3 separate regions of the Mus musculus genome follow, and all the other regions are linked to region 3. A link is a contact called in public HiChIP or PLAC-seq data. All regions are on one chromosome and are shown on one strand. The core of a region is the stretch at or near the end of the contact, and the rest is flanking DNA. Distances in the headings are between cores, read along the strand shown.

Region 1 (2,700 bases), core at 35-2,534, 440 kb before region 3:
CCACCCCCGCGATAAAGGCGATAGAAAGGAAAGGAGCAAGATGAGTCCGGTGGCCTGACAGAAGCCAGTCGTGCCAAGGAGCTTGGATTTCCTGCTTCTGGCGAGGTGGAAAAGAGTGAAAAACGGAGTGAAGCAAGGAATAAGCTCCAGTGGTCGCCGTGTGGGCTGGAGGCCTGTAGGATGGAGCTCGGAAGGGCCCTTACAAAGATGTCAGAAACATCGAACAATGTCTCAGTAGGCATGGGGACAAGGTGATGGATTAGAAATATTTCGGTTTTAAAACAAAGTGGCATCCACTATACACCCATCTTTGTGGTCCCATCACAGAATATAGCCCAGTTCTATACTGTTCAAGCTTTCGCCAACTCTCCCGGTGGCAACACACTGCTCTGTTTAACCAATCCTTGCACCAATCCTCCAACTTTTCTGTAGCCCATCTGTGATCCACCCCACTCTGGAAAAAAGTCCAACTCCTTCTTAGCTCCAGCATCCCATAGCAGAACGGAGGGGGGAGGGGGGAAGAAATCGCCTTCAGCCTGAGCTCCAGCGCCACCAACCTTTTTGGTGTTTGAAGGACATAAGAAAGAGAAAGCAAGCCGGGCATGGTGGCGCACGCCTTTAATCCCAGCAATCCCAGCACTCGGAAGGCAGAGGCAGGTGGATTTCTGAGTTCTAGGCCTGCCTGGTCTACAAAGTGAGTTCCAGGACAGCCAGGGCTATACAGAGAAACCATGTCTCAAAAAAACAAAAACAAACAGAAAAAGAAAGAGGAAGCAGAGGTTTTCATTTCTACACTTTTCTCCTTTCCATTTGCAAAGTCCCAAAGACATCCAGAGAGTAGGGAACCTTCCGTGAGAAGGATGGTACTGGGGTGCTTCTGGTCTCTGTACCGTTGAGGATGCCAACTTGGATCTCTCTAAGGGACACCTAGGTCGCAATCAAGGTCAGGCAATTGTGTGGGAGGGAGGAAGGATGGTTTGGGGGCAGACACCGGAAGGAGGGAACCACAGCATCGGGATGTGGGCTTTTGAGTGGGGCTGTGCTTCTGAAACTGGTTCAGAGTCCGCACCCGAAGGACGTGAGAGAGTTTAGGCTTCGAAGAGGAGCTGATCGGAATAGCACACTGGCACTAGCAGGAACCAGGGCTGAATGCTCTAAGGCTCAGGAAGCTGATTTAGAACCCCAGACTGGTCTCAGCACGAACTCAAAGCCTTCAGAACTAAGTAAGCTCCAGTGCCCCCTCCAGACGTAAAGAGGCAGCGCCATCACCTCTGCGCAGGCGTGATGAGGCCTGGCCCATAGCATCCTGGGAATTGTAGTCCCCTGGTTTGGCGTTGCCCATGACTCCAGCCCAGGGCCTTATTGGAGTTGGGCAAACATCGCTTATAACTGAGTTCCTGTTTGTTTGTTTGGTTGGTTGGTTGGTTGGTTGGTTGTTGTTGTTTTATGTGTAGCCCCAATGGCGTGTGTTCTGAATTTTATTTTTCTTTCAATCTCTGAAGCCTGTGTTCTATGTGTTCTCTTTATCCCTCCCTATCCTCTCAGTGCTAACCAAACCCAGGGACCTCATTCATGCTAAGCAATTGATCAGTGATATACCACTGAACCACGCTCATTGCCTGCCTCTCTCTCTCTCTCTCTCTCTCTCTCCTCTCTCTCTCTCTCCTCTCTCTCCTTCTCCCTCCTTCTCCCTCCTTCTCCCTCCTTCTCCCTCCCTCTCCCTCTCTCTCTCTCTCTCTCTCTTTCTTTCTTTCTTTCTTTCTTTCTTTCTTTCTTTCTTTCTTTCTTTCTTTCTCTTTCCTTCCTTCCTTTCTCTCTTCCTTCCTCCCTTTCCTTTCTTTCTCTCTTTCCTCCCTTCATTCCTTCCTTTTTCCTTCTTCTTCTTCCTTTCTTTCTTTCTTTTCTTCCTTTTTTATTTTGTTATTGTTTTTCAACACAATGTTTCTCTGCATAGTTCTGGCTGTTCTGGAACTTGCTTTGTAGACCAGTCAGGCCTTAAACTAAAAGATCCATAGCCGGGCGTGGTGGCGCACGCCTTTAATCCCAGCTCTTGGGAGGCAGAGGCAGGCGGATTTCTGAGTTCGAGGCCAGCCTGGTCTACAAAGTGAGTTCCAGGACAGCCAGAGCTACACAGAGAAACCCTGTCTCGAAAAACCAAAAACGAAAAAAAAAAAAACGAAAAAAAAAAAGAAAAACTAAAAGATCCGCCTGCTTCTTTCTCTCAAGTGCTGGGATTAAAGGCGTGTGCCACTATGTGTGGCTTTTTCCCTCTTTTTTTATTTGTCTTCTCTCATCTCTATCATTAAGGCTTACGCTCTGGCACAAATTCTAAGCACTTAACAAGCAAACTAAGACAACTCCCTTTCTAGTTCCTAAACCAAAGAACATAACCACACCTCTCCGGTTAGTCACCTCACCTGACCCAGTACAAGCCGACAGTTCCAAGTTCCTTTCTTTGTGGATTCTTTGGCATGTGTGGCACACACACACACACACACACACACACACACACACACACACACACACGGTGTATCATGTCAGCCAGGGGGCAGATGTTTCTGGGAAGTCACCAGAGCCTTCTTCATCCCTAGCTTTCCCTCTCGCTGAGACCTCATCTCTGATGATAGGTATGTAAACTTTGGAGCAGAGGAGAAGGGTTTCGGACCAAAGATGAACAGGAAGTTCTGAACTTCCTTATAC
Region 2 (2,700 bases), core at 159-2,658, 310 kb before region 3:
GATTAGTGCACTGTTCAGCCCTCATCAGGGAAGCTTTCGTTCGTCAGTAGATGGTGATTAATATAGAGACTGACAACTGGAAGGTTTTGTTGTTGTTGTTTGGGTAAAGCACAGGCTGTTTTCCCATCCCTTACCCCAGCTCTTTGGCTGGATGGGAATAAGATGGCAGCTGGTAGGTAAGTTAGCTGTACTCAAGTCAGGTGGTTAAGGGCTCAGGGTTGGGTCTAGCAGACAGTGATAGGACGAGGGATACCCTCAAGGCAGGGATGGAGATTCTAAGAAGAGAGGTTTAAAATCAAACCCATTCATAAGAACTGAGTTCCAACACTGGGAAAAACAATAAAACAAGCCAGCTAGAGATAGATAACTTTATAACTATATGGATTAGAAGTATATAGTATGCCCACAAAGGGAAAAGGCCAATAAATTTGAAAATAAATTCAAAACTCTACATGGTAAAACCATCTAGATTCATTTTATTTTATGTGTTTGAGTGTTTTGCTTGCATGTATGGAAGTGGACCACATGTATAGCTGGTGTCTGCAGAGGTTAGAAGAGTGTCAAAAACCCTGGAACTGGAGTTGTAGATAGTTGTAAACCACCATGTGGGTGCCGTGACCTGAACCCAGCTCCTCTGTAAGAGCAGCGAATGCTCTGAACTGCCAAGCCATATCTTCAGCCCCCAGAGTAAAAACATTTAAAGGCACTAAAAACTGAGCCAAAAAGATTGCTCATCAACATGAGTTTGATCCTGGGGACCCATGGCAAAAGGAAAAAACCAGTTCCTGGGGGTTGTCCCCTGACCTCTGTGTGCACATACATTTTATAACTCCGTGAATAGACCTAAAAGGTAAGTGTTCAATAGGAGATGAGAGGGGAAAGAAGAGTACACAGAATTCCACCTAACTGATAACCACAGCGTGGAGTTAAATGATGAGAGACTGTACGGGAGCCGAGAGTACTAAGCTGCAGGGTCAGGGAAGGAGCAAGGCTCATCAGTGAGAACAACTTGTGCTGTCCATCTCAAAGAGCCGGAAAAAGGCATTCTCAATATTTTTGTGAATTTTGTTATGGTCTAAACCCTCCCCCCCCAAAATAGCTGTAACCATTTTGTTCCATGCCTGACAGCTAGTTCACATTGTTGCAGTACCATGCCTGCCAGTCATTGACACAGAGACGTGACTTGGCTCAAGGACATGCCGATCAAACACTCTGTTTTGTTCTGTATGTTCTGCGTGAGGTTTGCCAATCTTCAGACGTTTCACAAAGCTTTTATGTAAGACCCATCAAGTCAAAGGTCAGTATGAATTGTTAAGACTAAAAAATATCTTGAGTCAGAGCTGACCACTGGCAGCCCTTCCTGTACCTCCGTATGAATGAGCTCACTGTGGGTTTTGTGGCTGACACTGAAGAACCAAAAAAATTATGCTTATGTTCTGACACTCCCCACTTCCTTACTCAGGACCACTCGGCTCAAAGGTTAGCTGATAATACTTACCTAGTAAGCCATCTGCTCCTCTCCTTGCCCTTTAACCTTTTGGACCTGGTTATCCTATAAAAAGCCTACCCTGAGATCAGACTAGTTACCGAAATTTGGCTTCTGAGACTTTTTTTTTCAGTCCTGAACATTCAGTATTATGGTGTGTATTCAATAAACTATTCTTGCTTAACTTATATTGCTGTTTGTATGGTTTGTGTGGCGACTCCCAAACCCAACAAATTTTATATTATCTATCCCAACCCTATTCATCTTTCCATGTCTTCATATCTACCCTCTGCCCTTGCATCACCCACTCTTCTCTACCCTGCCCCCCAAAAAACCCCAACCAACCAAACAAACAAACAAAAAACACACCAAAAAACTAACCAAACAAAAACCATCTTGCCACAGAAGCTCCAGTGTGTCACAGTGTGTCCCACACATCTTTACTTGCAAATGTTCACTGCAGTGAGTCATTAGTCTATTCAAGGTGTCTGGCTTCTGCTACACTATCAAAGCTGGATTCTCACCAGGACTCCTTTTGGATATCCTGTTGTTGCCCTGTGCCATGGAGATCCTGCCGCTTTGGCTCTGCAGGACCAGCTCCTTCATGGTCCAGCAGTTTATAGATGGGGTAGATCTATAAACTGCTGGTGGGCCAACTCAAAGCCCTGGGCATGGGTGGTAGCTGAGTTGGTCAGCTTGCCAGCTGGCCCACACCCATACCACTCGGGCCAGCTCTTGCACTTTGCCCAAGTGAGGGGTGAAGCCATCTCTCCAGTACTGGGGCCAGCTTTCCCGCTCTCACACCCGGAGGCCAGCTCTCCCACACCACCAGAGCCAGTTCTACTATGCTGCCCAGGTGAGGTATGGGTGTTCCCACTCTAACCCTCCCATCCCATTCCTAAGTGCGGCAGCAAGTGAGGAGTGGGGCTAGCTCTCCCCACCCACCCTGTGAGTATTCTGAATATTCTTAACATAAAGAAAGGATAACTGGTGAGGAGGTATATTTACCCTGACTTGAACCTTACACAATGTCTACATATGTGAAGACATTATGCAAGGCATGGTAGTGCACACCTTTAATCCCACACTCAGGAGGCAATGACAGGTGGATCTCAGTGAGTTTGAGGCAAGCCTGGTCTACAAAATGAGTTCCAGGTCAGCCAGGGTTGTTACACATAGAATCCCCGTCTCAAAAGGACAACAAAAACAAACAA
Region 3 (2,700 bases), core at 158-2,657:
GGGAGGCAGAGGCAGGCGGATTTCTGAGTTCGAGGCCAGCCTGGTCTACAGAGTGAGTTCCAGGACAGCCAGGGCTACTCAGAGAAACCCTGTCTCGAAAACCAAAAAAATTCTGCTCCTTCGTAGCAGGGAATTCAATCTTAGGGAGCTGGGGTCTTTTTTAGGGAGTTCCTCCTACTCAGTAGAGGTAAGGAGAAAGCATACTAGAGGTCTGTTGTGTACTTGTATTAATTGTAAAACCCAGAGAGGAAGTAGGGGGGGCCCTCTTTTTACAGTCCAGTAATAAACTAATGGTCCTGGGGACTCATAGCATAGGCAAAGCATTGGCTTCTACTTCCTTTGGTTCTGCTGTTTGTTCCCTGTTTCTGTGACCGACAGGGAGAAAAGGCCTGAGTTGGTGACAACCTGTCTGACTTGCTGATAAGTTCAGAAGACAAAGTAGACAAGGCTATCCATTTTCTCAGGTTATCTCGAGAGCACTCCCTGTAAAAAGTGTCTGTGAATGCCCAGTCCTCGCAAAAATTCCGTCCTGGTTATTTACAGAGCTAAGGACAAAGGTTAGGGATGCTGACTATAATGCTGCTTAATTTGGCTGGCTCTGGGCTGGGCCCGGGGCCCTGTGACTCAGGGGGAGCTTGGTGAGTTTCGAGGGAGCTGTGAGTCATGAAGACGAACTTGGTCTCCATCTGACTTTGGGCAGAAGGCCTTCTAACTCACTTCTTAGGATGCTCTGTTTCCTCGGAGCAGAGGCCTGTCAGCAAAGAGTGCTCCAAAGCCTGGTCTCGGAAGGGTTTTGAGAGTCCCTGAAATGTCAGCCTCCTGGGGTCTCTAACAAAGACAAAAAGGGGGTGGGAGAGGATGCCATCTTTCAGTATGGATAGAAATAAGGTACGACTGTAGTAGGTCTTTTTTTCCTGCTCTTGTAGAAAGCTTACTCGATAGCAACCCTTTTACCTGGAGCTGTTTCGGGATGTGGGGGCGAATGGGCTTGGGGATATGTAGGGTTGGGTTTGGTGTGACTTGGAGATTGTTGAGATTTATCTGTGAACACACTGGAGCTTCATATTAATTTACTTCAGAACAGGAAGTGTGGAGGAGAAAGGTTTGTTGAGCCCTGAGAGAATGAAGTCTGAATGGGGTTAAATGACAGGGCAGAGAATTGCTTAGGACTTGGACAGAAAAAGGGTTAAGGAGGTGGGCGGAGCGACATTGGGTAGGCCTGCCCTTATGTGGACCAATAGGCGTGCGCTCCTTGAAGAGGGCGTGACTCACGCTTGAGGTTGCTGAGAGGCTGGCCTCCACTGGGCCAATGAACATAGTTGTTGCCCATAGAGGGTGTGGTCTGAGGGGGGCGTGGCAGCCGTGGTCGCAGTGCTGGGGGTGGCTGGGCGCTGGGCGGGGCGGGCGGCCCCATCAGCTGGTAGGAAATGGCCTGTGAGTCAGAGGGGCAGCTGAGTCTGCGGCGCGGAGCCGGGGCGGCCCCGGGGAGGGACCGTCGCAGGGAGGGGTGCAACAGCAGCTAGAGGGGCTGCGGACGCCAGAGCCCGCTAGTGTTGCACACGAAGCTGATCAGGGAAGGGCCAAGCAGAGCAAGGCTCTCAGCCTAAGCCACCCTTTGTCTGGGTTGGGGGCCCGTAGTAGGGGGGACTGGTTATCCGAGGGGAGGGACCGGGACGGGGACGGGACCGGGACGGAAGGGCCCGGAGCAGCGGCCACCGCGGCGGAGCCAATTTGGGAGCGGGGTGAGTGTGTACTAGGTGGAAGGATCAGATCTCCAAAACCTCTGCAGGGTATGGGGCCTGTCCCAGACTGTGAAGAAGGGATGAGAACCGACCTGGGAGGCTAAGCAGGGGGTGGGAGGAATCGTCCAGAACAAGGAGTCCAGGAGTCAAGGTGAGTCTCCCCGTCTGAGTTTGGAGGGGTTTCTGAGGTCTGCTCCCTCTCTATTAAAGGTGAAGGGCTCTAGGCCAGAGTGAGAGCGAGTGTGAAAGCAGAGATTAACCTTTCTACTCAGAACAGTGGTCTTGGGAACAGTCACCCTAGCGTGTGTAGACTTGTGTGAGGACAAAATGTACAGCAGTGAGCAGCAGGACTCTGCCCAGGATAAGAGTGGAAAACACATGGGTAGGAATTCTTACCCTAACCTTCCTTAGGGTAAAAATGGGTGTCTTGAGAGTGAAGGGAAGGATAGAATGAGCCTAGGTGTTCTTCTTGTACCACAACCTCTCCCACCTCCCAGGTCTAACAAGTATCTGAGGGTACAGACCTCATGGTATTCTGGGACTTGTTGTTTTTGCTGGCCTTGCTCTCGGCATGTTGGGAGCTGTAGTCCTTGGCAGCCACAGTCTGGCACAGCTGTTTAATGCCAGCTGCTGCCCATCCCCAGCATGGAGGGCGAGGTTTGGCTTATACTGGCTTGTCCCTTCTCCCGGCAGTCCTACCCCATGAGTCAGCTTGAAGCTGGGTGGCAGAGGAGTGAGTCTTCGAGCGTCTCTGGGCAGGGAGGGAACTAATAGGACTCTGGATTAATGAGCAGATGCCAGCATGCTGGGGTCAAGTAGGGCATCATGTCATCACCTGGCTTCCTCGAGGCAAGGGCTCAGGAGGGCAACTGAGATGACCTGGAAATTGGGGTGCTCAGGAAAACGCCCTTCTTGAACTTTAAAGCTTGGGTGGAGACTAGGAGGGGAAGAAAGGAGA

What was found. HiChIP or PLAC-seq counts read pairs in DNA pulled down with a chosen protein or histone mark.
Region 1: an H3K27ac HiChIP or PLAC-seq map of microglia shows a contact between it and region 3, with 10 times the contacts expected there. The contact joins the enhancer-like site here to the promoter of Fam214b in region 3. A contact is called at or near these places in 16 of 39 promoter capture datasets (the C10 cell line, the HPC-7 cell line, cranial neural crest and 10 more), 3 of 15 datasets of contacts at CTCF or cohesin (the NIH/3T3 cell line, embryonic stem cells and pro-B cells), 38 of 484 Hi-C or Micro-C datasets (B cells, the Ba/F3 cell line, the C2C12 cell line and 14 more), 28 of 115 datasets of contacts at active chromatin or transcription factors (the 230-238 cell line, Th17 cells, bone marrow-derived macrophages and 16 more) and 5 of 9 other capture datasets (adipose tissue, embryonic stem cells, liver and 2 more).
Region 2: a contact with region 3 is called in an H3K4me3 HiChIP or PLAC-seq map of bone marrow-derived macrophages, with 4 times the contacts expected there. The contact joins the enhancer-like site here to the promoter of Fam214b in region 3. A contact is called at or near these places in 13 of 39 promoter capture datasets (the 3T3-L1 cell line, the C10 cell line, cranial neural crest and 6 more), 1 of 484 Hi-C or Micro-C datasets (cortical neurons), 8 of 115 datasets of contacts at active chromatin or transcription factors (astrocytes, bone marrow-derived macrophages, differentiating embryonic stem cells and 1 more) and 2 of 9 other capture datasets (adipose tissue and pancreatic islet).

The regions. Positions count from the first base shown.
Region 1 is chr4:43,476,920-43,479,619 of GRCm38.p6, reverse strand. No RefSeq gene overlaps it. Among named protein-coding and RNA genes, the nearest start is that of Sit1, 5.4 kb to the left of the region's middle. Within about 2 kb of position 1,284, at least 219 of the 459 cell types and tissues checked have an H3K27ac peak or open chromatin away from gene starts, as enhancers often do. A contact at or near this core is called in B cells, the Ba/F3 cell line, the G1E-ER4 cell line and 22 more, where this site is marked.
Region 2 is chr4:43,348,914-43,351,613 of GRCm38.p6, reverse strand. The region is part of intron 15 of Atp8b5 (ATPase, class I, type 8B, member 5); the gene reads right to left. Among named protein-coding and RNA genes, the nearest start is that of Gm46851, 10 kb to the right of the region's middle. Within about 2 kb of position 1,408, at least 18 of the 459 cell types and tissues checked have an H3K27ac peak or open chromatin away from gene starts, as enhancers often do. A contact at or near this core is called in bone marrow-derived macrophages, where this site is marked.
Region 3 is chr4:43,039,008-43,041,707 of GRCm38.p6, reverse strand. It overlaps Fam214b (family with sequence similarity 214, member B), which reads left to right and starts at 1,407. Exons shown (of 9, transcript NM_001253353.1): 1 at 1,407-1,742.